Linked DNA regions of Pan troglodytes: all the other regions are linked to region 1. A link is a contact called in public HiChIP or PLAC-seq data. All regions are on one chromosome and are shown on one strand. The core of a region is the stretch at or near the end of the contact, and the rest is flanking DNA. Distances in the headings are between cores, read along the strand shown.

Region 1 (7,182 bases), core at 1,449-3,948:
CAAGGAGAGGTGTGGACCAATGATAAAAATGTGGGCATCACTAGCATGGGCTCAACCACCAAGAGTTGAGCACTGTGTGGGCAGGGCCTCGTGCCTGTAAGAAAGATTCAATACACGGTACAGATTTCTCCTCTCCAGCTCTTCCTTCCTTGTTTGTTTGTTTTTTTTTTTGGTTTGTTTGTTTGGTTTTTTTGAGTCGGAGTCTCACTCTGTCGCCCAGGATGGAGTGCAGTGGCGCGATCTCCGCTCACTGCAAGCTCCGCCTCCCGGGTTCACGCCATTCTCCTGCTTCAGCCTCCCAAGTAGCTGGGACTACAGGCGCCCGCCACCATGCCCGGCTAATTTTTTATATTGTTATCAGAGAGACGGGGTGTGAAACCGTGTTAGCCAGGATGGTCATGATCTGACCTTGTGATCCGCCCGCCTCGGCCTCCCAATGTGCTGGGATTACAGGCATGAGCCACCGCGCCTGGCTGTTTTTTTTTTAATTGAAGTGAGCGATAGAGTCAAAACCTCTTTTGTGTTTTTTTTTTTAAGTTTTAGTTATTTCCTAGATTTCCAATCTCTCCAGGATGTGTTACTACATCACTATAAAGAATTTATAATTTACATTCCATAGTATGTTTGTTTGTTTATTTTGAGATGGAGTCCAGCTCTGTCACCCAGGCTAGAGTGCAGTGGTGCAATCTCGGCTCACTGCAGCCTCCGAATCCCAGCATCCCGGGTTCAAGCAATTCTCCTGCCTCAGCCTCCCAAGTAGATGGGATTACAGGCGTGTGCCACCACACCCAGCTAATTTTTTTGTTTGTTTGTTTTTGAGAGGAGTTTCCCTCTGTCGCCAGGCTGGAGTGCAGTGGCACAATTTCGGCTCACCACAACCTCCGACTCCTTGGTTCAGTAGCTGGGAATACAGGCACGCGCCACCATGCCCAGCTAATGTTTTTTTTTTTTGAGACAGAAGTTTGCTTTTGTCCCCAAGACTGGGGTGCAATGGTGTGATCTCAGCTCACTGCAACCTCCGCCTCCCAAGTTCAAGCGATTCTCCTGCCTCAGCCTCCCAAGTAGCTGGGATTATAGGGTTGTGCCACCATATCCGGCTAATTTTTGTGTTTTTAGTAGAGACGGGGTTTCACTACATTGGCCAGGATAGCCTCAATCTCCTGACCTCGTGATCCGCCCGCCTCGGCCTCCCAAAGTGCTGGGCTCACAGGCCTGAGACACCTCGCCCAGCCTTTTTTTTTTTTTTTTTTAAACACAGTCTTGCTCTGTCACCCAGGCTTGTGCCACCACACCCGGCTAATTTTTGTATTTTTAGTAGAGACGGAGTTTCACCATGCTGGCCAGGCTGGTCTGGCCTCCATCTCCTGTGCTTAAGTGATCCACCCACCTCCGCCTCCCAAAGTGCTGAGATTACAGGCATGAGCCACTGAGCTCGGCCCATAATGTTTTTAAAAAGTATATCTGGAGATATTGACACAATTATGAATGCAGGCTGTAACACTTAGTAATACAGTCAATAAATTATTTTGCAATTTCAAAGTATCATTACAAAACTAATTTAAAAAGCAGCCGGGCGCGGTGGCTCATGCCTGTAATCCCAGCACTTTGGGAGGCCGAGGCGGGCGGATCACGGGATCAGGAGATCGAGACCATCCTGGCTACACAGTGAAACCCTGTCTCTACTAAAAATACAAAAAAATTAGCCGGGCATGGTAGCCGGCGCCTGTAGTCCCAGCTACTTGGGAGGCTGAGGCAGGAGACTGGCGTGAACCTGGGAGGCGGAGTTTGCAGTGAGCCGAGATCGCGCCACTGCACTCCAGCCTGGGCGACAGCGAGACTCCGTCTCAAAAAAAAAAAAAAAAAAAACACTAATATCAAAAGCTGTTGAATTTCTAAACGCATTTCCAATTGACCTTTATCAATTGCCAATAGTTTTCAAAGTGACAAATACTGAAATTTCTAACGTTACTTTGGAATAAGCAAATATCTCTCTTGGTTATAGATCATCTGTAAAACTAAGGCCATATTGAAGAAAGCCAAAGTTATAAAACTAAATTTGTGAAACAGCCCTTTATTCTTTCCTTTTCTCTTTCTAGGATGGGTTGAATTAGTACTAAATTTGGGTTTCATAAGGGCGAATTTATCTTTGAAATGGATTTTCCTCCCATCAGGTAGTCTTAATTGCTTTATAAAAATCTAAAATCTAACACAGGTTTTTAAAAAGTAAATTTTTCAAGCAGTTCATTTCCAGATGTTCGGCCCAAAAGTAAACAGTATATACATTTACTTCAAATTAAAAACTGACGACCGGAAAGCATACTTTTAAAGGTAATGTCCTTTAAAAGAATTAAGAATCACGAGAACGGAACTGCTATTTGCTACCTCTGGGTTTCCGTTCACAGAAGCGCGAGGGGCCCAGCGCTGCGGCTCTGCCTCGCTGGGCCACCCCTTTCGGGCACGACCGGGAGCGGGTGCTCCTCACACCGAGCGCCCGGGCGAGCACAGCTGCAGCCTGGGGATGGAGCCCAGAGCCCTGCCCTGCAGATGACGCGCCGCTGCAGCTTCGCCCACCCTCCCACAAAATGGCTGCGGGTGGCGCCAGGGATGCTGGGCGCGCGCTCCTTGGAACTAGAGAGGAGGTGGCCGGGGCGGGGCCGGGGGAGGGGGGTAGGGCAGAGCCGGCGGGAGCCCGGCGCTGATTGGCTGGCCTGGCTGGCGGGCCCCCGCCGCTGGTTCGTAGCCGGCGCAGCGGCCTGGGCTGGGATGTGAGGAGCGGCGGGTTCCGGGCTCCGGTCTCCGGGTGGCGGCGGCTGTGAGCGGCGGCACTGCGGCGCAGGCGGCGGAGGCCAGCGGGCGCCGTCGGCGGCTGGCCCTGTCGGCCGCGGGATGAGGAAGCGGACCGAGCCCGTCGCCTTGGAGCATGAGCGCTGCGCCGCCGCGGGCTCGTCCTCCTCCGGCTCGGCCGCCGCGGCGCTGGACGCCGACTGCCGCCTGAAGCAGAACCTACGCCTGACGGGCCCGGCGGCGGCTGAGCCGCGCTGCGCAGCCGACGCGGGAATGAAGCGGGCGCTGGGCAGGTGAGGCTTCGCGCGGAGCGGGGGCGGGGGGGGCGGTTCCTCACTTTGCGCAGGTGCGTCCCGCAGGGGGCCGCTGTACCTCCCAGCCCCTCCCAGAGTGGCCGTCCGCCCGATCCGCGGCCGCCCCCGTCCGCGCCTGTGTCCCGCATTTGGCCCGCGGCAGCCCCACCCCCGCTCCCTTCCCCAGGCACCGCGGCGGGAGCGCCCTGCCCTGCAGCTGACCCCCTGTGTCCTAATCCGGCCCTATCGCCAGGCACTCCCGGCCTAGCCTTGCACCCCGACCCTTTCCCGGGGAAGCCGGGGGGACCCTTACGCTGGGGGCTTGGCGCCGCCCGAAGTCATGACCCCGCGTGGGAGAGCAGGGTTAGGGGGTGGGGAGTCCTTGGAAGATCCCTGGACGCCAAGCACAGCAGAGGCGGGAGGCAGAGGGGCCGGCGCCAGACCCTGAGAGCGCTGGGGCCCACTCGGACCTCCTCCTCCTGCTCTGCATCAGGCCCCACACCGAGCGCCCGGGCGGGCGCCCCTCGGGCTGGGCTGCGTGCGCGGAGCCTTACTGGCGCCTTGGGCCCTCGGCGGCTCTCCCCGGTAACTAGGGTCGGGGGCGTGCGTCGCTCAGAACTCGGGGACCTTTGGGGAAGGGCTCAGTGGGCCGCGGGGTGCTAGGGGGAGGAGGGACTCGGAGCATCGCAGCCGTCGGAGGGAAACCTGTCCTTCGCTCTGCTGGTGATGGTTCGTGGTACTTGAAATCTGTCCGCACAAGTTCGCCTCCTTGGGAATCATCTCGCAGTCCTGAGTCGTTTGGTTATTGGCGTTCAATAACCTTTGGGTTATTGGGTAGAAGATGAATGCGTTTATATAAAGCCACTTTCAAAACTGAGATGGGAACGTGTTTCATAGGGACAGATTTCTCCTCCCATCTGCTGGTTTCCTAGTTATCTGGCTGTTGTAGAACGTAGCATTCCTAAAAGCTTTTGAAGCCTTGCTACTTCGTGGTGGTTTGAAGAAGTTACTATATGATGATCTCAGGCGTTGTAGCAGAGGCACTTCTTTTTTGACCATCTGGAATGCCCTTAGTTGACGCTGGCCACTTGAGTGTAAAATATGCATATCGCTCCTAAGGAAAAGTAGAATTTCAACTTCATTGCTTAAAAAAATCATGAAATTAAACTATAGACACTTCTAAGTCGATGGTTTGATAGAAGGGCGGAGACTGATAGTTTTGTGTCTTTGTGTGTAAAATTATGTAGCATCTGATCAATATCTTTTGTGAAACTAATCTGTTCTCTTTGCTATGGAAAGATTTATCTGCATTAAAAACTCATGATTTAACTTTAATACAATTTTATTAACAGACATGGCATAACGCTTAGATAAATTGGAAAATTCTTTCTTCGAAAAAATCAAATTGCCGGGCGCGGTGGCTCACGCCTGTAATGCCAGCACTCTGGGAGACCGAGGCGGGCAGATTATCTGAGGTCAGGAGTTCGAGACCAGCCTGACCAACATGGAGAAACCCCGTCTCTACTAAAAATACAAAATTAGCCGGGCGTGGTGGCGCATATGCCTGTAATCCCAGCTACTCGGGAGGCTGAGGCGGGAGAATCGCTTGAATCCGGGAGGCGGAGGTTGCGGTGAGCCAAGATCTCGCCGAACCGAGATCGCACCAGTGCACTCCAGCCTGGACAACAAGAACGAAACTCCGTCTCAAAAAAAAAAAAAGAAAAAGAAAATCAAATTGTTTTACACAACGTTTGGGGAAACAGCGGCGACCTGGCACCTTCTTGAAGAATGTACTGTATTAAAATTACCCGATTAATTTTTATTTTCGTGTCAGGACAAAGAGAGACATTCCAGTGGTGTCCATATCCTTTGGATAAGCAAAAGGCTGTTAGGGGTAAAAAGCAAAACAAAGGGAAAGAAGACCAAATTTGTTAGGTTGTCTTCCTTCCCAGCTGGCTGTCTCAGACATCCTTGAGCTTTCTCCTCTTCCTCGCTCAGGCTCTGCGCCACCGTCACCTCCTCACTGAGGCCTTCTCAGACCAGCCCACCCCTGTCGACCTTGTTATCACTCGAGATTGTAATTTTTGCTCGTGTGCCTCCCCCGCAACCAGAATGGAAGCGCCATGAGAACAGGAGCTTTGTTTTCTCCACTTAAGTTTCTCCAGTACCTGGCACGTAGTAGGTGGCAGAAAATACTTGTTGAATGAACAAATATCCATAGAACAGATATCCATTGCGCCACAGAGCCGGCTCGTTTGTGTCTTTTATGATCCTTCTTTGGATTCTTCCGCACATTTTTTAAACTCTTTATTGTCGACATACTTGGAAGTTGAGAAGACAATCTAATGAGCCTTCATGTGTCCATCATTTAAAAGTTTTCAGTGTTTAGCCAATTTTGAATCATCCATCCCTCTTCTCCTTTTTTTTGTAGGATGAAGGATTGGATTTTTTTTTTTTTTTTTTTTTTTTTTTTTTTTTGAGAAGGAGTCTCGCTTTGTCGCTCAGGCTGGAGTGCAGTGGCAATCTCGGCTCACTGCAACCTCCACCTCCCAGGTTCAAGCAATTCTCCTGCCCCAGCCTCCTGAGTAGCTGGGATTACAGGCGCCCGCCACCGTGCCTGGCTAATTTTTGTAGTTTTAGTAGAGACGGGGTTTCACCATGTTGGCCAGGCTGGTCTCGAACTCGTGACCTGGTGATCCACCCACCTTGGCCTCCCAAATTGCTGGGATTACAGGCGTGAGCCACAGCGCCCGGCCTGGAATATTTTTAAACAATTTTTTTTTTAAGACAGTTTCAGTGGCATGATCATGGCCCACTGCAGCCCAGACCTCCTGGGCTCAGGCGATCCTCCCATATCGATGCTGGGTGTATGCCACCACTCCTGGTTAATTTTTTTTTTTTTTTTTAAATAGAGATGAAGTCTCACTATGTTGCCCCCAGGCTGGTCTTGAATTTCTGGCTTCAAGCGATCCTTCTTCCTGGCCTCCCAAAGCGTTAGGTGTGAAATACCGTGCCAGGCCTAAATTCTCCTGCCTCAGCCTCCCGAGAAGGTGGGATTACAGGCATGTGCCACCACGCATGGCTAATTTTTGTATTTTTTGTAGAGATGGGGTTTCACCATGTTGGCCAGACTGGTCTCCAACTCGTGACTTCAAGTGATCTCCCTGTCACGGCCTCCCAAAGTGTTGGGATTACAGGTGTGAGCCACCATGTCTGACCTCTTTTTCTTTTCTGATTGCATTGTATTTCTAGAACAAAGTTAAATAATAGGGATGACACTGAGTAACTTGTTTCATTCCTGACTTTAATGAGAATGCTGTTAGTGTTTTTGCCATTTAAGTGCCATGCTGGGGTGTGTTGCTAATGTTGTGGGGAGCTTTTTGTTTTTGTTCCTGCTCCCTCGCTGATGTTTTTAAAATAAAAAATGGTGATTGAGTTTTCTCAAATGCCAGTGTACATCTGTGGAATGATCATAGAGATTTTCTTCTTTTGTCTGTTAACATAATGAGTTATAGTAATGGATTTATATTATTGAATCATCATTGTATTCCTGGGATAAACTCTCTTATTGTATAGCCAGATTCTATTTATTAATTTATTTTTTATTTTTATTTTTTGAGGTGGGGTTTCACTCTGTTGCCCAGGCTGGAGTGCAGTGGCACGATCTCGGGTCACTGCAACTTCTGCCTCCCAGGTTCAAGCAATTCTCTGGCCTCAGCCTCCCGGGTAGCTGGGATTACAGGCACCTGCCCCCATGCTTGGCTAATTTTTGTATTTTTAATGGAGACGGGATTTTGCCATGTTGACCTGGCTGGACTCGACCTACTGACCTCAGATAATCTACCTGCCTCAGCCTCCCAAAGTGCTGGGATTATAAGGCGTGAGCCACCGCACCTGGCCTATTTATTAATATTTTATTTTGAAATTTTACATCATGAGGCCGGGCTCGGTGGCTCACGCCTGTAATCCCAGCACTTTGGGAGGCCGAGGCAGGCTGATCACGAGGTCAGGAGATCGAGACCATCCTGGCTAACGGGTGAAACCCCGTCTCTACTAAAAAATACAAAAAAAATTAGCCGGGCGTGGTGGCGGGCGCCTGTAGTCC
Region 2 (7,182 bases), core at 1,930-4,429, 340 kb after region 1:
ACTTTATGTAGGTGACAGGGAAGGAAGGGCTCTTGGATGAAGGGATGTTTGAAGACACCTGAAGGAGGTGAGGGGGAGTCTCTGTGGACAACTGGGTGGAGCATTCCAGGCAGAAGGGACATCGTGTGACAGTCCTGAGGTGGGAGCCTGCTGGGTGATGGGAAGGACAGGAGGAGGCTGATGTGCTGGAGCCCCAATGAGTGAGAGCAGAGGAAGAGGGTACACTGGATCAGGGAGGGCAACGCTTCTCTAACGTGAATGTGCATGCAGCTCCCCTGGGGCTTAAGATGCAGATTCTGAGGCAGCAGGTCTGAGATGGAGCCTGGCATTCTGCATTTCTACAAAGTATCCAAGTGATGCTGCTGGCCCATGGACCACACATTGAGTAGTGAGGCTATGGCCTGTGGGCCAGGGAATGATATGGTCTTTGTTTTGAGGAGACTGGGGAGCCTTTGGATTGTTCCAAGCTCCAGAGCAAGTTCCTCTGACTCTTGTTTTAAAGGAATTGCACTGGCTGCTGGTTAGGCTGTCAGGGGCAAGGGTGAAAGCAATTTGAAGCCTACTGAATAATCCTAAAAGAGATGGGTATGGTTAGGATGGTAGCAGGAGGGGATGGTGATGGGGGAAGAGGTTAGTGCTGCAGGTGTTCTGAAGGTGAGCCACAGGATTTGCTGACAGGCTGCATGTGGAGTGTGAGGGGGAGGAATCTAGGATGACAAGGGTATGAGCCCAAACAACAGGAAAATGCCATTTCCATTCACTGACATGGAAGATCCGTGTTGTGGGGAAGAATCCCAGGACTTGGTATGTTTCAAATGTGAATGAGACATTTGAATACAGGACTGAGATGTGGAGGAAAGGTCCAGGCGGGAGGTGTCAATATGAAAGTGAGAGGCTAGAGAGCTGGCTGCTGTTTCCTAGGGGGCAGGGGAGAAAGGGGGATTTGAGGGCTGAGCTCCTGGGCACTTCAACACTTGGAAGGCAGAGAGAAGAAAGGCACCCAGTACAGGGCACTGAGAGGCAATAGTCAGTGAGTGAAAGAACCATGCATTTTTCAGCCTCAGTTGTTATATCAGTTACCACTGCTGAGTTACAAACCATCCCAAAATTTAGTGGCTTAAATTTATTCCTTCTACAATTCTGTAAGTGGACTGGGAGGTTCCTTTGCATCCCAGGTGTTATCTGGGGTGACTCATGAGGCTGCCTTGGCTGGGACAGGAACCTCCACATTGGCGTCATTCTTGTCTGGGAGTTGGTCCTGGCTGTGGATGGGACAGCTTCATCCTCTCCCTGGGTCCCTTCCTCTGGAAGGCCAGCCCCGCTTCTTCACAGCTCGCAGCTGGGTTCCATGGGAGGACAAGCTGGGGCTACGGGGTCTCTCAGGACCTCCACATGGAACTGTCACAGCATCCCTCCCACCAGGCTGTACTGGCCAAAGCAATCCAGCCAGCCAGGGCCTCCTCTGGACAGAGCAGCACACCATCACATGCAGGCGGTGCAGGCGTGGGAAGGAAGAGTTGGTGGCCGTCTTTGGGACCCCCTGCCACAGTTAGGAGCTTTCTCAGTTTACAATTTTACTACTCACTGACCTCTGCCTCTCAGTGCCCTGTACTGGGTGTCTTTAATATTCTATTCAAATGAACTTAGGCCAACGAGCTCCCCACTGGGGGCACTGGGTGTTAGTCTTGCTCTTCCCTTAGCCAGCTGCATGCTCTTTAGTAAGTCCTTTTATTTATTTGGGCTCAGTTTCCTCATTATTTCCACCTGGAGTTTGACAGTTGGTGGGAATGGACAGCACTAGATAAGTTTCAAATTAAGTAGACTAGTCGGGTGCCGTGGCACACGCTTGTAGTTCCAGATACTCAGGAGGCTGAGTCAGGAGGATCGCTTGAGCTCAGGAGTTCCAGGCTGTAGTGAGCTGTGATGGGAACCATTGCACTCCAGCCTGGGCTACAGGCCCTATCTCTAAAAAAGTATCATAAATAAATAAACAAAGGAGAAAATGCAGGTCAAGCGCTAGCACTGTGCAGGGCATGTGTTATGCTAGTAGATGTCACTGATTCTCCAGCTCTAGGTACACTCCTGTCTTCTCTGGCAGACAGCAGCATTCCCCAGCAGGGGCTGGTGGGTAGCCCACGCAGAGGCTCCTCCAATGGCAGGCTCCTCCCCTCTGCAAGCCCTACAGCTCAAGGGAAAGAAACTTTCCCATCACAAAGAACTCAATAAACCAGTTTTCCAAAATCTCTCTTCCCTGTGTTTACCCGTTTGTTATGAATTTACTTCTTGGGTGTCAAAATATTTAAGAACTCGGTGGAGACCAGTTTTATACGTTTCCTTCTGTCCTTCCTGGCTCCACAGCTGCAAAAACATCATCCCCACTACTGAGCTTACTATGGGGCCACGCAAGGGTAGACGCTTGACAGACATTGTCCAATGTATTCCTTACTGCAGCTGCCCACCCCCGCCGTCCCCGCCCCCCAGGGAGACATTACTTCCGTCTTCCCCAAAAGGAAAACGAGGCACCGAGAAGTTAAGGAACTTGCTCAAGGTCACAGAGTTTGAACTCAGGCTACAGATGCTGCAGCAACTGGAGACAGTCCTCATCGCCCCATATCACCCACCACCGACCCCCAGCAGGACGTGACCCCCGCCAGGACGGAGGCCGGCAGCTGGGGGGCTGGAGCATGGGACCCAGAACACGGACTCAGGCTTGCGCAGCCTCCTGGCTTCTAGGCTCCCCGCCAGCCCCTTTCGCGTGCCGCTGAGACGCCAGGGGTGGGGTTCACTCTCAGGGGCGCACAAAGGCATGAAAACCTTGGCTTCAGCCTCTGAGATGCGGAACTGACCGACCTATTGTCTTGGGACCCACCAGTGCGCTTGGGTGCACCAGCCCCCTTAACGTTGGTGCGGGCTCCCTCCCGCCTCCTCCCCATCCCAGAGGGTCCCCTCGCCCCAGGCCCTGAGCCTGCGTCCTGGGCCGCACGTGCCTCTGGCAGCTCGAAGAAGCTGTCGGGGCTTGCAGGAGAGCGTGCAAACTGAAACCAAAACAGGCCGACGCGAGGAACGTCCGGGTGGGACCGCAGACTCGCCGGAGCGCAGCGCCTGGGCCAGGGCCTGGGACCCTGCTCCGCCCCGCGCTCCCCCGCACCCCTTCCCCACGCTGCTCCCCTCTTCCTAAGCGGCCCCCCCTCTCCCGGGCAGCAGAAGAAGGGGTGGGACCCGGGCGGGCTCCGGGAGGGGGCCCCGGAGGAATGGATGGTGGCCGAAGGGCGGAGCAGGGGCGGGGCCCGCGGAGACTCCACGGGGCGCCCCGGGCGTGAGGCACCCACTCTGGGAGCACAGAGAGCTAGGTAGTCTGGCTAGATGGCGGCGCGCACCCTGGGCCGCGGCGTCGGGAGGCTGCTGGGCAGCCTGCGAGGGCTCTCGGGGCAGCCCGCGCGGCCGCCGTGCGGGGTGAGCGCGCCGCGCAGGGCGGCCTCGGGACCCTCGGGCAGCGCTCCCGCAGTTGCAGCAGCAGCACAGCCAGGCTCGTATCCCGCGCTGAGTGCACAGGCAGCCCGGGAGCCGGCCGCCTTCTGGGGGTCTCTGGCGCGGGACACTCTCGTGTGGGACACCCCCTACCACACCGTCTGGGACTGCGACTTCAGCTCTGGCAAGATCGGCTGGTTCCTGGGAGGCCAGTTAAATGTCTCTGGTGAGTGGGCTTCGGGAGACCCAGGACGCCCCCAACTCTTGGGTCCCGAGGGGACTCGGAGCCTCTCGCCAGCGGCAGCCGTCCCCGGGCAGCGCGGATCGCAGCCCTGCAGGGGCCCCTCCTCCGGTATTCCGTCCGCCCCGCCCGCTCTAAGCAGTGGCTCCACGTCACCCCGTCCCTCATCCCATCGGGCCCCAGATCCACGTGCCCAGCTCGGGCCGGCGCCCGCGGGGACCCGGCGGCCGCTTGGGACGCCCCGCTGCTGGCCTTGCTCGGCGCGGCGCCTTGCTCGGCGGACTCCAGAGTTGCGTTACCGGGTGCATAGCGCCGCTGAGCAAGAGCCGGCGGGGAGCCGCGGGCTACACCCGAGCGCCCCGGAGTCGGGGCTTTCCCGTTCCCATACCGGGGTGGAGGGAAAAACAAAGCGGTGGCGGTTGTCACTGCGGGCTGCGGTGCCCGGGGATCAGCCTGGGGACAAGCCCTGCCCACGTAAACAAACAGAGCTGTGGCGGGCGACCTGGGGAGGAGGAAACTCGGCGTGGCAGCTGGAACCAGTTATTTCTTCGCTGCGGGCCTGGGGCCTGGGGCCTGTGGGCGGGAAGGAAGTAACGGCGGCCTCCCCGTTCTCGTTCTCGGCCTCAGAGAACTGCACCCCAGCGACCTGGGGCCTGCTTTGGACCCGCGGGGTCTGAGGTCCCGGGAAACCGGCCCCAAACAGTTGACCGGTGGTCAGTTGTTTGGAACTTGCTGAGCAGAGGCCCTGCTGCTCTGCTAAGATTTGGGGCTGGGGGTCGTACACAGCACCCTCGCCCCCACCTAAGGCGCTGACTGGGCAGCGAGGGGGAGGCCCTGAACTGCAGGCAGGGCTGGCCACGCAGGGTGGGTGCCAAGTGCGAGGTGGGCTCCGGATGCAGGGTGGGCCTGGGTGTGGGGCCTGCGGGGAGGGGCTGGCAGACACGGTGTTGATCAGAGGGATGCAGACCAGAAGGGTGGCCATAACCAGCTTGCTGGATTTGGGAGTGTTTAAGAAAGGACCTGCGGGTCTTTATGGCAGGGTCACCAGGGCCCCATTTTCTCCAAATCCTCCCTCAGTTGTCCTTGTTGTTCTGACCCCCCAGCCCTCAGTCTCCTCATTGTGAGGATGGGGGCAGTCATGCTCAGAGGTTAGGCTGAGTGCTGCAAGGTGTGCAGCAGACCCAGCGCTTACTGGTGACCCATAAGCAGTAGCGATTTTAGATAACTTCAGAAATAGTCATACAATTATAGATAGTGTCTTGCAGTTATTTTTCAAAGAAATTGGAAGGAACTTTGGACCTCCCCCCCTCCCCGATATTGTATATTACTTTGCTGGTTTAATTAAAATGAGTCACTTACTAGATAAGTGTTTTCTTTAACATTGAGTCAGCAGCAAGTGCCCTTGAACTAGTGGGAAAAAAACCAAACCCTTTGGTTTGCAGAGTTGGGGCAATGTGTCCTTGAAGGAGACTAGAGCAGCTTGCCCAAGGACAGAGGTGGAAAGTGACCTGCTCTGGACTTGTGAGGCCAAGGTCATGGGGAACATTCACAGTTGGCCTGTGCACACTTGCAGCCCCACTCAGATAAGACAGTGGGGCGGACCTCCTGGGGCCAACAGCAAGGACCTTCTGAACCTCGCTCGGTCAGGATCAGGGTGTGGTCAGCAAGCATTCTTCTGTCTCCTTTTCCTTCACTTATTTCTTCTGATAATATGGCCTTTATGGCTACCTTAGCCAGAAATTGAGCTTCAGAAAACTAACTTGAAAAACAGCTTTTCAGCAGCTTTCTCCCCTGGGATGTGCGTGCCCTCCTGTTCATGGGTCAGCAATATCTCTTTCCTTTGCCGGTGTCTGCAAACCATAGAGGGGACAGTATGAAAAAGGGCCAGGCCAGGCCATGACTCTTCTGGGAGCATCTAGAAAGTCGTGGGATGGATGAGAACACTTTGGTCTGATCTGTCAGCTGTGTGTGATAAAGTCAGATGGCTTGTTCCAAAGGAATATCACTCTTGAAGAAAGCTTCACCTCACCCCCTCAAGAATACCAGTGGTTCTCAACGCATGGTCTTCAGACCTGCAGCATCAGCATTACCTGAGAACTTTTGAGAAACACAAATTCTGGAGCCCATCCTGGACATCTGGAATCAGAAACCCTGGAGTGGGACCTGACACCTGTGTTTATAATGAGCCCTTCAGATGCTCCAGAGGACACTCGGGCTTGAGAACCACTGGCCTGTACGCCTCAAACCAGGGCAGATGAAGGCACTTCTAAAACAGAATTGGGATTAGTGTCCTGGCCTTGGCCCTATTAAACAAACAGCAAGCAAATAATGGGCTGTGGATGGCGAAACACAGTTTCGTGGATCCAGGTGTCTTTAGAATCATGACTCGGGTTGATTTCTTGCTTTCCCTGTACTGTACTTTGCATGTTTCCTCATCTGTAAAACAAGGGCAGTATGTAACTGAATTCTGTCCTAGTTACTATTGATGTACATCAAACCACTCCTAAGTTTAGTGACACAAGATAACAACAATTTTATATTCCTCGCATAGTCTGTGGGTCAGGACTTTGGACAGGGCCTGATGGGGATGACTCATGTCAAAGGGCAAAATTAGGACAAATTTAGTTTAAAGACCTTAATTCACTTTATTCGTGATTATAGAATTGGGAAACACCCCATTCCACAAAACAGAAGGAATGTTTGATGAGCTGAACAGAGGAGGATGGTTTTATAGACAGAAGGGGCTGAAGAATGCAGACATGGAGAACAAAAAGTGGACTGGTTATTTCAAAGCTACTTTTGTTGTAAACGTGAAAGTGGAAGGAGCTCCCTTATCATGCCAGCTTGTTTGGAGATTTAGCTATCTTTCACTCTCCTTGTTTCTTAGAAGGCCGGATAAACAACTTAGTTTCCATTTGGTGACACCACACTTTAGCAAGAGTGACTCCATTTTTGTGTGATCTATTGGGCCTCATGCAGCTCAGTCCAGACCAGTGGCCTCCTATACATTTTATTTAACACTTGCTCCTGCTCCTCAGTGTCTGAGGTTGTAGTCATCTGCCTGTTTCTCACTCCCAAGTCTGGAGCCTGGTTTGGGACAACTTGCAGGCTGGCTTCAGCCAGAACTGTGGCCCAAAGCACCTCCTGGGGCTTGTCACAGCATGGTGGCTGGGCCCAGGCAATGTCCTGCAACCAGAGGTCCAAGAGACCAGCACAGATGTTATTAGGCATCTTCCGACCTGGGGAAGGGGACCTGACTGTTTGCACCTGTTTTGTTATCCATGGGAGTATCTATCACACCCATCCCAGGGCTGTTAGAATGAAATGAGGAAACGCTTGTAAGGCACTCAGCACTTTCTTAACACATTATACATCCCCAGTCACTGGCCGTTTGTTATTTATTAATGAAGCATGTGGGGAGGCTGTGACCTTGTGCTTGGCCTTCGGCAGTGCTGCTGAGAGAGCTGAGCTTC
Region 3 (7,182 bases), core at 2,051-4,550, 310 kb after region 1:
GCCCAGGCTGGAGTGCAATGGCTCTATCTCAGCTCACCGCAACCTCCGCCTTCTAGGTTCAAACGATTCTTCTGTCTCAGCCTCCCTAGTAGCTGGGGTTACAGGCATGCACCACCATGCCTGGCTAATTTTGTATTTTTAGTAGAGACAGGGTTTCTCCATTTTGGTCAGGCTGGTCTTGAACTCCTGACCTTGTGATCCGCCCGCCTCGCCCTCCCAAAGTGCTGAGATTACAGGCGTGAGCCACTGTGCCCGGACTTTTAACTGAAGACACAAAAGCATCCGAGATGGAGCAGCCAGAGGTGGGAGGAAAATCAGAAGAACGGAGCCGTGGGGGTCATTTCTGCAGACTCACAGGGCGATCCGTTTCACCTTCTCGGGGCATCCCACCCCATTGTGTCTGAGCACTTTATCCCGCCAGCCTGGCCAGCCGCGGCTCTGAGAAGCCCAAGAGGGGTGCCTGCTGAACCACTCACAGCAGGTCCAACCTCAGCCTGGCGCTGCCAAGGCACATTCGCGGTCGGCGACAGAGGGGCTGGAAATCTTCCTTAGAAAATAATGAGCTGAGAAACCTTTATTCATTAGTTAAATCCCGGGTAATCCTGGCTGATGAAGACAGATTCGGAACCCTCAACGGATTTAGGGACCCAAAACGACTCCTGGGGGCCGCCCGGGGCGGGAACGTTCGCGGGAGCTGCGCCTCTGGCAATAGATTTGCAGGTGGTATCCGGGAGGGGGAAGCTGGAAGGAGCCCATTCTTTTGGCCGCCAGGACGCGGAGGCGTCCCCTAAACGCGGCCCGTAGGTTTGGCAACTGCGAGGGCACCCCGGGGACACGAGGATTGTGGGTGGATCGTGGGCTAGCTTTTTATCTCTTGCAGACGTCTCCTAAACGGCAAGAAGCGCTTCCCTGGTCTTGGCTGACGCTGAGTGAAGCGCCCGTATAACTTGACGCTGGGCTCTGAGTGGATCCCCACCACGTAGGGCGCGCAAGTGGATACCAGAGCCCCGGCAACAGCGGGGACACAGATGAGCGCAGCGTCGGGTGGGGGGCGTTTCTCACTGTAGGAGGCTATGAAAATGTCCTCCCGCGCTGGGCTCCTGCCACCGCCACGCTGCGAAACACAAGGTGACCCAGGACACAACTCGCCCACCGCTGGGGTCCTGCAGGCCCCTCCCTGGCATTGGGGTCCCGGGATGCATTAGGAACGCCCCAGTCCAGGAATTGCAAGACCCCTTAGAAGTTCGTTCCTTCTGCATCTCTGAGTCCCCTTAGAGCTCCAACACGGGTTCCTTGATTGAGTCTCCTGCTCTGTGTCGCCCTCGCCACGTCTCTGTGTCCGATGTGACTGGGTTAATAAGTCCCAGTTGCTCTCACCTGCAAAATGAGTTTAAGACGATCCTTCCCGAGGCGCCGCAGTCACCATAGAGAGTGTCTGAGGCTGGGCTCCTACCGTCTGGCCTTTTGGTGTCTTTGGATCACTGGCTATCTACTCGGGGTCTGTCACTCCCGTGATCGCCTACCTTCCAGGGAGACCTAGGGGAGGGAGACCCCAAGACCTGTCCCAGGTGAGGCCACTTGGTCGGCACCCGGGGCTGCAGGCGCGGCGCCCGCGTCAGCCCGCGCCCCTTAGGCTTTCCATTCGCGGGCGACCCCGGTCGGGCCACCTTAGAATCGACTACCCTGCCTGCCTGACCGGTCTCGGGCTACAAACTGTGTGGAAGCGTAGGTATCTCACTTAACTGCTACCCCAAATTCGGATTTACAAACGACTACGCAGTCCCGAATGCCCAACGCCTTCCCTAAACCCAGAGATAAATCTGGGGGAAAATTCCTCGCGGAGCGGAAAACAACGCCAGCGTCTAAAGCGTTCTCCCCCGAGCTGGAGTGGTTCAAAAGACAATGATCTCAAAGGAAAGTGATTGTTTTGGTAATCCCGGGAACAGCTTGCAAGGGGAGATTTGGGTCTTCCTTTAGTAACGGAAAGTCAATGCGCAGCCTCCTGTAATTATCCTTATCGGAAGCCCCTTGTTTAATCTGCATGTTTAGCGGAGGCCCCACTCGAACGCGCAGCGAGTGGGAGACCCACTTTGCAGGGCCCAGGCTCGGGCTCCGGTCCCTGCGTGCGCGCAGGCAGCCGCGCCGGGTTCCCGCGGAGCTCAGGCGTTTGCTCCTCCCTCGCTGCGGGACCTCGGACTGTAGGACCCTCAGGGAGTGGGACTGAGGAGATCTGCTTCCGGGGTTCTGGGATTGGGAAGAGGGGGACGCAGGGCTCCGAGCGATGAGGGCTGGTTGGGTTCAAAGCGCGAACCAGGAGTTACTTACCCACGTGCTTGGGGCCAACTTTAGCGAATATCAGAGTTTCACTGATTATTCAAAGAATCAGGCTTTCTTTGAATAATCGTGAAATTGGACAATAAATTGTAAGCCCCGATGAAAAGGTGTGCTTTCCAGTAGACAGACTCTATTTTATTTCAATTTACCTCCCTCCACTCCTCCCCAATTTAGGGTTGCTGGATAAAATACTGATACATACTCCTACAAAAAAAAAAAAAAAAAGCCCTCCTTTTTTATCTGAAATCACATTTCACTGAGCCTACAGTGTTTTGTTGGTTAAACCTGGTACCCTGCCCGTCTCAGCCCCGGGCAGTCCACTCCTCTCTCTGCTTCTCTCCCTTTCCCCAGCTCTTGTGAGTCTGCCACCCCCTACAGTTCAGCCCGTGGAGTGTTGGGGATGGACCTGGGGGTGGATTTGGATGGAGGTAGAATGACCATGGATTAAAGGGATGGAGGTAGAATGACCATGGATTAAATACACGGTTTTCATTCCTTTCCCCTTGGGGATTTTCAGAGAAGGCCTTCTTACAGGAAGGCCTTCGTGGCACTGGCGGCGGAGGTGGAGGGCTGGCTGGGGACATATAGGGGGTAGCCATCGGGGTGTGGTTGGGAATGGGGTCCTAGGTCTTAATAGGCAGTTGGGTCGCATCAAAGAAGCTTCAGGGCAGCTGGGAGTGGGGCCTCCACCCAGAGAGTCTGGAAGGAAGGAGAAGACCACGCCAGGATGTAGAACTTGCGACTTTTAGAGGGACAGGCAGACAGCGGAGTCATTGTCCCTTACCTTCTTTCCTCCCCTCCCTCCTAGAATGGGGGTGGGGTGGGGTGGGCTGGACAGAAGAGAGGAGGAGAAGGAGGTGACTGAGGGGACTGCAGCTGGGTGGGCGGTAACCGAGGGGAGGGGAACTGGTGGCGTCCCCATCTCGCGGGGTCCGGAACGGCGACGCGCCCGCGCCCAGCTGATTGGAGCCCTTCAGGCCTCCCGCGCCCGACCGGCAGCCCAATCCTATAAAGCTTCCTCTAAGCTGGGCCCTCCGCAAACGGGATCCAGAGAGGCTCGCGCCTTGCTTGCTAAGGAACCATGACCGGCCGGGACTCGCTTTCCGACGGGCGCACTAGCAGCAGGGCCCTGGTGCCTGGCGGTTCCCCTAGGGGCTCGCGCCCCCGGGGCTTCGCCATCACGGACCTGCTGGGCTTGGAGGCCGAGCTGCCGGCGCCCGCTGGCCCAGGACAGGGATCTGGCTGCGAGGGTCCGGCAGTCGCGCCGTGCCCGGGCCCGGGGCTTGACGGCTCCAGCCTGGCGCGTGGGGCCCTACCGCTGGGACTCGGCCTCCTCTGTGGCTTCGGCACGCAGCCGCCGGCGGCCGCTCGAGCGCCCTGCCTGCTCCTAGCGGACGTGCCGTTCCTGCCGCCCAGGGGCCCCGAGCCCGCTGCCCCGCTGGCTCCCAGCCGTCCGCCGCCTGCGCTCGGCCGCCAGAAGTGCAGCGAGAGCGTCTCCACGTCCGGTAATCAGGCCCGCGCTTTCCGCTCCTGCCCCTGTCCCCTAGGCTCTGAGCCGCGCAGGGGTCACAGACCATCGCCCCACCGCACCCCTGGCCCCAGCGGCCCAGATCTAGGCGGGGAGCCCAGAGCGAGGCCCCGTCGCGGGAGGGGCATTCGCGGAGCTGCGCCGCCTGCCCCTTGCTGCATCCCAAATCCCTGCCTCTCATCCGGGGTCCTGTTCCCTCAGCGATGTGAGACCGCCACCACCTGGTTCCGGGTGGAACCTTTTGATGAGACCCTGGGGTCTTCAACAACCATCTCCAGAGGGCCTTTTTTCCCCCCAGCGCCAGGCGCCAGTCTCCGCCTCTGGCAGCTGCGTGGGTCGGGAAGGCCCGGGCCTGTGGTGGTCACCAGCAGCACCGAACAAGGTACCAGGTGGAAACGCGGGCGGAAATGATCGAATGATTGACGGGTCCTTGAAGAGTACGGGGCCTCGAGCCCTGGAACTGTCCGCCCCTCGGGGTGCTGAAAAGAGAGTCCCGGGTACCGCGCTCCTCTGCCGGCGCAGCGTCCTCCCAGTCCCCTGTGCAGGAGAAAGAAGCAACCTTGGGGATTCATTGTAGTTACGCCTAGAGATGTGTTCCCGGCCTACCCATTTCCCCAAAGAAATCCAGACAGGTCGCGGGGAAAGAGAAGGAAGCAATGAAATTCTATAAAGGACAAGGGCTAAGGAAACGAGTGGTTTTGGGTGTGGGAGAGAAAAGAAAGAATTACACAAGAAAGGATGGTATGTGGTAGAATCTAGAGCTGAGCATCCAGGCAGCCAAGGCAAAAAGAGTAGACTGGGTCTTCTGATACTAAAAGGAAGCATGTCAGATCAATAGGCAGGCACGTTTTTGCTCCACTCTAAAAGGACTTTATTTCATGAGCTTCTACGTAAGATAAAATGAAACTCCCTATTAGTGTCACTAAAAATGCAAAAACTGTTTTCATGGGATGGGTTCTTTCTTACAAAACCAAAGGCAGCTAAATCCAACTCTGCCAGCATTTCTGAAATTCTGGAGCAGCGCTGTCCAAGAAAAATGAAATGTGATTGCATGTTTGACGGAAATTTCTCACAGTCACATTAAAAGTGAAATGAATCTAAATACTATATTTTAACCCAACAATGATAGCAAATATTATCATTTTACACATAATCAATACAAAAATATTTTACTTTTTAGGAGCACTAAGTCTTCTAACTCCATTAAGTGATTTATGTTTACAGCATGTCTTGATCTTACTGGCCACATTTCATGTGCTTAATAACCTTATGTGTCTCATGTCTCATCAGGTTGGACAGCCCAATACAGAATGTTTTAATCCAAGCCAGGTTTCTGGTGAACTAATTGATGGACGAGTAAAACTAGTATTATTTAGTTATTTTTGCCTTTATTCATTTTAAAGATATTTTGAGGCAATTATGCCTTCTAGCAATGAATCTCACAATAGTTTGGTCTTCTAACCTTCTTTTCCATCTAGACTTTTTGATGTATTGGGTATAAAAAGGTAAAGCACAGTGGAGTGGTTCTCAAATTTTCAAGGGCAACTACACATCATCTGAGCACACTTGTCAAGAATGAGCCTCCTAGATCCCACCTCCAGAGATTCTGATTTGGTGCATCAGGGAAGGGGTGCAGTTCTGACGAGGGTTCTGATGTCACAAGCCCCAGACTTCCTTTGGGAAATGTTGGTGTAGAGGTTAAGATGATGAGGCTGGGGGCATAGGGGTGGATGTGTTTGGAAGCAGTGTGGGGATAGAAAGTGCAATCAGTGGCTGAGTAGTTTTGGCTTCAGATAATCTGGGATTTGAATTCTCAACTTCACCATTTACTACCTGTGTGATTTTGGGCAAATTACTTAACCATTCGGTGCCTCAGTTTCCTCATCTGTAAAAATAGGATGATAATAATAGCAGCCATTTTGGTGTTTTATTATTATATTAAGAATACTTGAGATAATGTATGGACAGTGTTAAGCACAGAGCCTGGGATCTAGTAGGCACTAAAAATGCTAGCTCATACTGTAAACTACTTAAGTACCCAAGAGGTTCATAACTTCAATCCTCACATTAAAATCCAGGAAATAGAGGGGATATGATCACCCTTAAAGTCCTCTTCGTCTTTCTGTGCCATCAGATGAGGACAGCCAGTCTGAAGACAGGAATGACCTAAAGGCATCCCCCACCTTGGGCAAGAGGAAGAAGCGGCGGCACAGGTATAGGGCCAGGCAGTCCCCTCTGCCTGCCTTTCCTCGGGACACAGCCCAAGGTTTATGGCATCTGCATCTGAGAATTTATGGCCCGGCATGATAGCAGGCCCAGTGGTTTCCTGGTTGGCAATGGGAAGGACGCAGAAGCCATTTGGGAAGATAATTCTGCAGTTCCTAGGAGGCTGGGAAAATGCTACAATCTTGCTAGCATTTTTTTGGGAGCATTTTAAAGACAATTTTGTGGATCTGTCAAATGGATTTTGTCAGAATGAGCTGATGGAATTCATTAAGAAAGAGCTAAAGAACTGTTTTCATTTGAATCAAACTTCTGGACTTTACATCAGCTAATCATTCAGAGGTGGGGTGTTCCATTATCATGAAGTGGCTTCTAGGGTCTGGACAGCAGAGGAAGCAGGCACGGTGGTCCTTAAGGCCAGGGAGGCTGCTGTCCCCAGGGGACATGTGCCCACGTGTGTGTTTTGGGGTCCTTGCAGGACAGTTTTCACTGCTCACCAGCTGGAAGAGTTGGAGAAGGCGTTCAGCGAGGCCCACTACCCTGATGTGTATGCCCGAGAAATGCTGGCTGTGAAAACTGAGCTCCCTGAAGACCGGATACAGGTGTCTGGGGTCCCTTTTCTCCACTCCAAAGATACCACAGAGAACGTGTCATTCCCACATTCAGTGAGCCAATCAGCAGTCCCTTCTGTATAGCCAACACGCTCCCTTTGCATAGAAACTGAGGGTCCCTTAGCTGAAGGCACCACAAGAGCTTGCCCCTATGACCCTCATGCCTTTTTTCGTTTTATTATTATTTAGTATCAAATCATTCTTTAAAATCACATGATAATGTGTGCTGCAACTAGAAACTATAAAGATATGTCAATGAAAAAAAAAAAAAGAGACTACCTCTCCATCTCAAACCCTGAAAGAAATCAACACAAATGCCTGAGGAGACCTTTCTCCACTTTGTGGAGTATATTATCTGCCCCTGAATATGTATGTGCATATACATATCTACATGCATATATACACACACTCACATGCATACATAGAATTTTCCTCTTGGTTTTATCAGAAGATATGTCACTAACTCTTTTTTTAACAGCTAAACCG
Region 4 (7,182 bases), core at 1,310-3,809, 320 kb before region 1:
TGAAAAGGATACAAAAAATGGAAAGATAGTCCGTGTTTTTGGACTAGAAGAATTAATCTTATTAAAATGTCCATTCCACCTAGTCTACAGATTCAATGCAATCCCAATCAAAATATCAATGACATTCTTCACAGAAATAGATAAATTAATCCTAAAATTTATATGGGACCATGAAAGATCCAAAATAGCCAAAGCCATCCTGAACAAAAGTAATAAAGCTGGAGGAATCACATTACCTGACTTCAAATTATGCAAACTATAGTAATCCACACAGCAAAAAGCTGGCATAAAAATAGGCACACAGACCAATGGAACAGAGTGGAGAGCCCAGAAATAAACCCACACATTTATAGTTCAACTTATATCCCACAAAGGTGCAAAGAACTTACATTGGGGAAAGACAGTCATTTCAATAAATGGCACTGCAAAAACTGGATATCCATTTGCAGAAGAATGAAATCTAAAGCAATCCCCTCACCACATATAAAAATCAAATCAAAATGGATTAAAGGTAAATCTAAGACCTGAAACTATAAAACTACTAGAAAAAAACATTGGGGAAACACTCCAGGACATTGGTGTGGACAAAGATTTCTTGAGTAAGACTGCAAAAGCACAAGCACCTAAAGCAAAAGTGGACAAATGAGACCACATCACATAAAAATCTTCTGCACAGCAAAGGAAACAATCAACAAAGTGAAGTGACAATCCACAGAATGGGAGAAAAAATTTGCAAACTATCCATCTGAAAAGAAAGTAATTGCCAGAATATATATAAGGAGCTAAAACAATTCAATAGGAAAAAGACAATCTGATATTTTAAATGGAGAAAAGATCTGAATAGGCATCTCTCAAAATAAGATATATGAACAGCCAACAAGTGTATGAAAAAAATGCTCAATGCCACTAATCATCAGAGAAATGTAAATCAAAACCGCAATGAGATATAATGTCACCCCAGTCAAGATAGCTTTTATTCAAGAGACAGGCAATAGTGAATACTGGTGAGGATGTGGATACACCCTCATACACTGTTGTTAGGAATGTAAATTAGTACAACCACTATGGAGAGCAGTATGGAGGTTCCTCAAAAGAATTAATAAATATATACATGATCCCGCAATCCCACTGCTGAGTATATATCCAAAAGAAAGGAAATCAGTATTTCAAGGATATATCTGCACTCTCATGTTTACTACAGCACTATCCAAAATAGTAAAGATATAGAATCAAAGTGTCTATCAACAGATGAATGGATAAGGAAAGTGTGGTACATAAACACAATGGGATATTAGCCAGTCATTAAAAGAATGAAATTCTGTCATTTTCAATAGCATGTATGAAAATGGAGGACATTATGTTAAGTGAAATGAGGCACAGCATGACAAATACCACATGTGCTCACTCATTTGTGGGGCTAAAAACGTGAACTCATGGAGATGGAGAGTAGAATGAGATAGTTAACAGAGGCTGGGAAGGATGGTGGGTAGAGGAGATAAAGAGGGACTTGTTAATCGGTACAAAAATACAGTTAGAATGAATAAGATTCCCTTACAGTGACTATAGTTAAGAACAATTTTACTATATATTTAAAAATAAAAGAGAGAATTGGAAACTTCCTAAAACAAAGAAATGCTAAATGCTTGAGGGGATGGATACCCCAATCACCCTCATTTGACCATTAAACACTGTATGCCTGTATCAAAACATAACATGTACCCTATAAATATGTACAACTAATATTTATCCAGAATAATTAAAAATTTAAAAACCAAAAGAGAAAAAGCAAACAGCAAGTATACCTAGTAAAGGCCTGAAATATAAAGTCTATGTGGTTTGGCAAGCCACAAAAGATATCAGCATATTATACACCCTACATAATGAAAGAATTCTGGCATTGATGCATAATTAGATAAATGGGGGAACAATTAGAAATTGAAATGCAAATGTAAATTGAGTATACTGAATTATGTAGCTGAAACCTTAAATTATTTGGTAAAAGACTATATTTTTAATAAATTTAATGGGAAATTAATAAAATATTAGAAAATTTTGAAAATAAGTGTATATTCACAGTGTGTACCTGGAGAAAAATTAAACCATTGAGAGATCTAAATGTGAATGATAAAACCACAAAATCCGTAGGAAAATCAGAGATCAAAAGTACTACATAGCAAAAAAAAGAAACAAAAGAAAAAGAAAAGACATACCCATAATCAAAAGACAGTGGTTAAATTATTTACCTATATCATAGAAATGGGAAAATATGCTTAATGTATGTATAGGGCTACCTAAATAAAAGAAATCGCCGGTTCTGAAAGGATCCCTCCACGTCCAAAAGACCATAGGCTCGCCCCACCTGTCAGAGAGGAGTCCTTCCGAGAAGTCCTTCCACGGATTCCGGGTCGCGCAGTCCCGGGTGGACCGCTATGACCAATATTCTGGGGCGTGTACCTGGACGACTCCCGAGGACTCTGGGGAGTGTAGTCCACCGAGGGGATGCGATGCGCAGGGTCGCATAGCCCCCGGGCCGCGCCGAGGATGCTGGGTAGCGTAGTCCCGGCCGCGCTGAGGATTCTGGGTAGTGTAGTCCCGGGTGGCGCAGAGCGTTCCAGATCCCTGGGCGTCAGCGAGCCGTGAGGTGCGTGGTCCACCATCGGTGACCTCACCGCCTCGGTTCGCCCTCAGCCGCCCTGGTGAGCTGCGCTCCTGCGGGTCCCTCTCTGCAGCGCGCCCTTCCGGTGCAGGAAGAAGGGCCGGGAAGGCCTGGGACGTGAGGGCGCTGCTGGGGCCGTAGCGCGCGCTCCTTCAGGCCCGGCGTCTCCGCGTTCTGGGGAGGGGCGGAGACCCAGGCCGCGCCTTGAAGTGGGCGGTGGGGCTGCGGCTTGCCGAGCGCCCCGGGTCTGGGCCGCCACTCAGTCTCCGTTCCCGGTTGCGTGTAGTGGCGGCTCGGGCGGTGAACAGCCCGGATTTCACAGGGGCGCCGAGCAACCCAGGTCCTCTTGTGCCAGGGTCGCCGCTCCTCGGGTGGGGACGGGCCAGCGGCCTAGCGAGCTGCCACGGGGGTCTTTTGGCCGGAGGTGGAGGGGGATTCGGCCACAGCCAGGGTCCACTGGTGGGGTGGGGGTTACAGCCATGAGACGGATGGGCTAGGTCCGACTCGGGTTCCCTCCGACTCTGATGCTCCAGACTTTATTGTGGGAGACGGGACAGGGGAGGACTTCGCCCGCGTGTTTTGGGGAAGGGCCGCTGCTTTGGGTTGGGAGCACCCCGCCTTGGGACGATCTTCCGCGGATAGGAGTGTAGGCCGGGACCAAATGTCCTCGCACGGGCACGTCTAGACGTGTTGTGGTGGAGAGGGGGGCTCTGCGTGGGGCAGCGTCCGCGGGAGGTGAGGTGGCTGTGGGGACCCAGGTGTCCTCTTCCCTGGGGCCTTGCTAATGACGGCAAAATCCGGGTTCTGCCAAAATATATTTTAAAAGGTTTATTCCTAGTCAGTATGAGTGACTGTGGCCCAGGTTATTCAGCCTCAAGAGGTCCTGTGAAAGTGCCCGAGACGGTCGGGCTTGCAGGTTAATTTTATACAATTCAGGGAGACAGGAATTTCAGGTAAAGTCATAAATCAGGCTGAGCAGTGTGGCTCATGCCTGTAGTCCCAGCACTTTGGGAGGCCAGGAGTTCCAGAGCAGCCTGGGCAGCACAGCAAGACCCTGTCTCTACATGAAATTAGAAAAATAAAAAAATTAGCGGGGCGTGGTGTCCCATGCCTGTGGCCTCAGCTACTTGGGAGGCCCAGTCAGTTGAGTCCAGGAGGTGGAGGCTGTAACCAGCTATGTTGGCTGCACTGCACGCTAGCCTGGGCAACACAGCGAGATCCTGCCTCCAAAAAGAAAATCATAAATCAATAAGAGAAAGATATACACGGGTTCCTCCCAAAAAGCTGGTATATCTCCAAACGGGTTTACACCTCATGGGGGCACTTAGGGATTCTTTAGTGGACAGTTGGTTGAGAGACTTAAGCTACTGCCTGAAGACTGGAATCAAAAGCATGCCAGAGTTAAGGGGATTGCGTAGATCAAAGAAGCCTCTTAGTTGGCAACTCTCAGAATAGATGGTAAATGTCTGTTTTCAGTTTTTTGTGTTTTTCTTTTTGTTTTTAGAGAGTCTTGCTCTGTCGCCCAGGCTAGAGTGCAGTGGCGTGATCTCAGCTCACTGCAACCTCCACCTCCCGGGTTTGAGCAGTTCTCCTGCCTCAGCCTCCTGAGTAGCTGGGACTACAGGCGCCCGCCACCACGCCTGGCTAATTTTTGTATTTTTAGTAGAGATGGGGTTTCACCATGTTGCTGAGGCTGGTCTTGACCTCCTGACCTCAGGTGATCCACCCACCTCTACCTCCCAAAGTGCTGGGATTACAGGCGTGAGCCACCGCGCGTCAGGCTGGCTGTCTCTTCCAGACCTAGGAAAGGCTTAGAACAAAGGAGGTCTGGCTGCATTAATGGAGATTCGCTGCGGATGCAAATTTTCCCACTAAAGATAGCTTTGCGGGGCTATCCATTTCAATCTGTTGCCCCTGCGGCAGCCACTTCAAAACATGTCAAAGAAGTATATTTTGGGGTAAAATAATTTCCTTCAGCATCTGCTGTCATGTGATGCTGTACCAGAGTCAGGTTGGAAAGTGAGCCTCATTATATAAGAGTAATAAAACTCATCTGATGAGATTTTATGGTTTCTCGGGCAGGATTCCCCAAGCCTCATAGATAGGCATTTGGGCAAGGGAAAAAAGGTGAATTTAGGCCTCACCAGGTTGGTAGGGCTTCCTCGGTTATTGGAGTGGGAGTAACAGCAACCATTGGGCCCAGCAGTTTTTTTAAATGTCTCTGGGGCTGTGGACTGACCATCCAAATAACTGATTTTAATCATTTCATTATGGAAAAATTGTCAGCAGAACCCCCAAGTAGAGAGACCCATCAGTCAAGATATACCTCATGACCTTGCAAGCTAATCTAGCTTGACCCAGATCCCCTCCTAACCTGTGCAGATTCATTGAGAAATGTCATAGCCATGCCTACTGGTTAAGACATAGTCCTTTACAGTGAGAGTTGAAACCCGAGCTCTATCACTTTCTTGGCTGTGTTGCTTTGACAAAGGCATTTAAATGTTTTGTGCCTGTTTCCCCATCTGAAATTGGTGGGTAATAGTCACTTCATAGGACAGTTGTGAAGATTGAATGCAGAAAAATTTGTGCCGTGCCTGGAACCGTCCCTGGCATATATTAAATTCTCAATAAGTGTTAAATATTATAATGAATATCAACACTTCCTTATTCTGGAAGCACCGACAGGATATGCTGTGTTTAGTGTTAGCATCATGTCAGGACAGGGTCTGTTGCGATGCCCACACTCAGGATCTGTTCCCAGGAACCTGCGTAAAGTTTTCTTCTCTGGAAGACTTTGGGTCTTTTTTTTTTTAACAAGAAGAGGCTCTACCCTGGGACTGGGAATTTCCAAGGCCACCTTTGAGGATCGCAGAGCTCATTTTAGAGCTATTTTAGTCCCCAGCTCCTCTTCCTCCACTCCCACGTTACCCATGAGAGGACTGTCTGCAGGGTAAGGGACGACAGCCCAACCCCAGGTGGGGACTTCTTATGTATTGCCTTCCTGCAGTGCCTTCTCTGCCCTAAACCATGGTGGGTTTCCTTTGCTAATGTCTGACATCTTGTGCCCTACACTGTCCCATCTGAGGCTCAGAACCTCTCAGCCGGTTCTCATGGGGAACGTTCCCCAGATCTGATGCCCTCATTCAGGACACTTCCATCATTGTCCCTACATTTCTTCTCTCAGTGCTTTATTCAGGCTGCTGCATTCGTGGTGCAGACCAGGTCTTGTAAAAAATTATTCAGTCAGCATGTGCTGAGCCATTGTCCTGTCCCAGGGACAGGGCTTTATAGTCATTGCCATATTCATCTCTTCAACCAATGTGGAAATTAGGAATTGGAATCCCCATTTCACAGACTAAGAAGTAGTGTGTTAATCAGTTGAAATAATTTTTATGGCTGGGCGTGGTGGCCCATACCTGTAATTCCAGCACTTTGGGAGGTCAAGGCAGGCAGATTACCTGAGGCCAGGAGTTCGAGACCAGCCTGGCCAACATGGTGAAACCTCATCTCTACTAAAAATACAGAAATTAGTCAGGCATGGTGGCTCACGCCTGTAATCCCAACTACTCTGGAGCCTGAAGCAAGATAATCGCTTGAATCCAGGAGATGGAGGTTGCAGTGAGCAGAGAACATGCCACTGCACTACAGCCTGGGGGACAGTGAGACTCTGTCTCAAAAAAGAATAATTTTTACTTTATGTAACATATCTGGGATCAAGTGGACTGGGTTGTGGAGCAAGCTGGGATTTTGGGGGTTTCTGTTAAGAATTAGCTTCATTGAGGTATAATTGAGACAATAAAATTATCTCCCATTTTAAGTTCTAGTTGATGAGTTTTGAGAAATGTATATAGTGAAGTCTTGATCATCAAGTCAACATATGAACATTTTTCATCTCCCAAAAATGTAGGAGCTGTTTTTTTATCTTAGGAGAATTTTAATGAAATGTACGTGGAGGAGCTAAATGTTTCAAGTTTGCCTCATATTCATATCTAATTTATTGGTAACTAATTTAAACCACTTTCTTATGGCTCTCAGTTTCTGTTCCTACAGGATATTAACTCCCACAGATGTCAACAGATGGCAGGAGTGAGACCAAACAGTTTGCAGTGTTCTCCATTCACACCCTGGAAATGAAAGTTTTCTCTATTTTTCCTCTCCAAATTATCTTGGAAGGGATATTCAATTTTTTTCAAATTTACTATGAAAAATATTGAAGTAGGAACTAAAGTAGAGAGAATATATAACAGATCTCTCTGTTCCCTTGTTGCACCTTAACACTTTGCTCTTCTTATTTCATCCAACCTCCTCCCCACCCCATGCTTTCTGTTTTCAGGCTAGAGCATCTTGAAGCCAATCCAAGACACCATTTTATCTGTAAATTTACTGCAGCTACTTCTCTGAGGACTATTTTTGTTGTTATTGTCTTGCCTTTTAACGTAACTAGAGTACCAGAATCATACTCAACAAAATTAGCAATGTATTAATTTCACCCATTACCCAGTTTATGCAGAAATTTTCCAGGTCTC

What was found. HiChIP or PLAC-seq counts read pairs in DNA pulled down with a chosen protein or histone mark.
Region 2: a contact with region 1 is called in an H3K4me3 HiChIP or PLAC-seq map of stem cell-derived excitatory neurons, with 4 times the contacts expected there. The contact joins the promoter of ACSS1 here to the promoter of ABHD12 in region 1. A contact is called at or near these places in 2 of 7 Hi-C or Micro-C datasets (blood and stem cell-derived neural progenitor cells) and 1 of 1 datasets of contacts at active chromatin or transcription factors (stem cell-derived excitatory neurons).
Region 3: a contact with region 1 is called in an H3K4me3 HiChIP or PLAC-seq map of stem cell-derived excitatory neurons, with 4 times the contacts expected there. The contact joins the promoter of VSX1 here to the promoter of ABHD12 in region 1. A contact is called at or near these places in 2 of 7 Hi-C or Micro-C datasets (blood and induced pluripotent stem cells) and 1 of 1 datasets of contacts at active chromatin or transcription factors (stem cell-derived excitatory neurons).
Region 4: a contact with region 1 is called in an H3K4me3 HiChIP or PLAC-seq map of stem cell-derived excitatory neurons, with 2.8 times the contacts expected there. The contact joins the promoter of ZNF337 here to the promoter of ABHD12 in region 1. A contact is called at or near these places in 1 of 7 Hi-C or Micro-C datasets (stem cell-derived neural progenitor cells) and 1 of 1 datasets of contacts at active chromatin or transcription factors (stem cell-derived excitatory neurons).

What each region holds. Positions count from the first base shown.
Region 1 is chr21:31,920,883-31,928,064 of NHGRI_mPanTro3-v2.0_pri, reverse strand. It overlaps ABHD12 (abhydrolase domain containing 12, lysophospholipase), which reads left to right and starts at 2,698. Exons shown (of 13, transcript XM_016937585.3): 1 at 2,698-3,077. The coding sequence starts at 2,887.
Region 2 is chr21:31,583,776-31,590,957 of NHGRI_mPanTro3-v2.0_pri, reverse strand. ACSS1 (acyl-CoA synthetase short chain family member 1) reads left to right here and starts at 3,179. Exons shown (of 14, transcript XM_001149851.7): 1 at 3,179-3,694. The coding sequence starts at 3,364.
Region 3 is chr21:31,608,124-31,615,305 of NHGRI_mPanTro3-v2.0_pri, reverse strand. VSX1 (visual system homeobox 1) reads left to right here and starts at 3,300. Exons shown (of 5, transcript XM_003953696.2): 1 at 3,300-3,839; 2 at 5,997-6,075; 3 at 6,564-6,687. The coding sequence starts at 3,416.
Region 4 is chr21:32,237,548-32,244,729 of NHGRI_mPanTro3-v2.0_pri, reverse strand. It overlaps ZNF337 (zinc finger protein 337), which reads left to right and starts at 2,559. Exons shown (of 5, transcript XM_003316857.6): 1 at 2,559-2,696. LOC134809147 (a long non-coding RNA gene) reads right to left here and starts at 2,554. Exons shown (of 3, transcript XR_010154122.1): 1 at 2,360-2,554.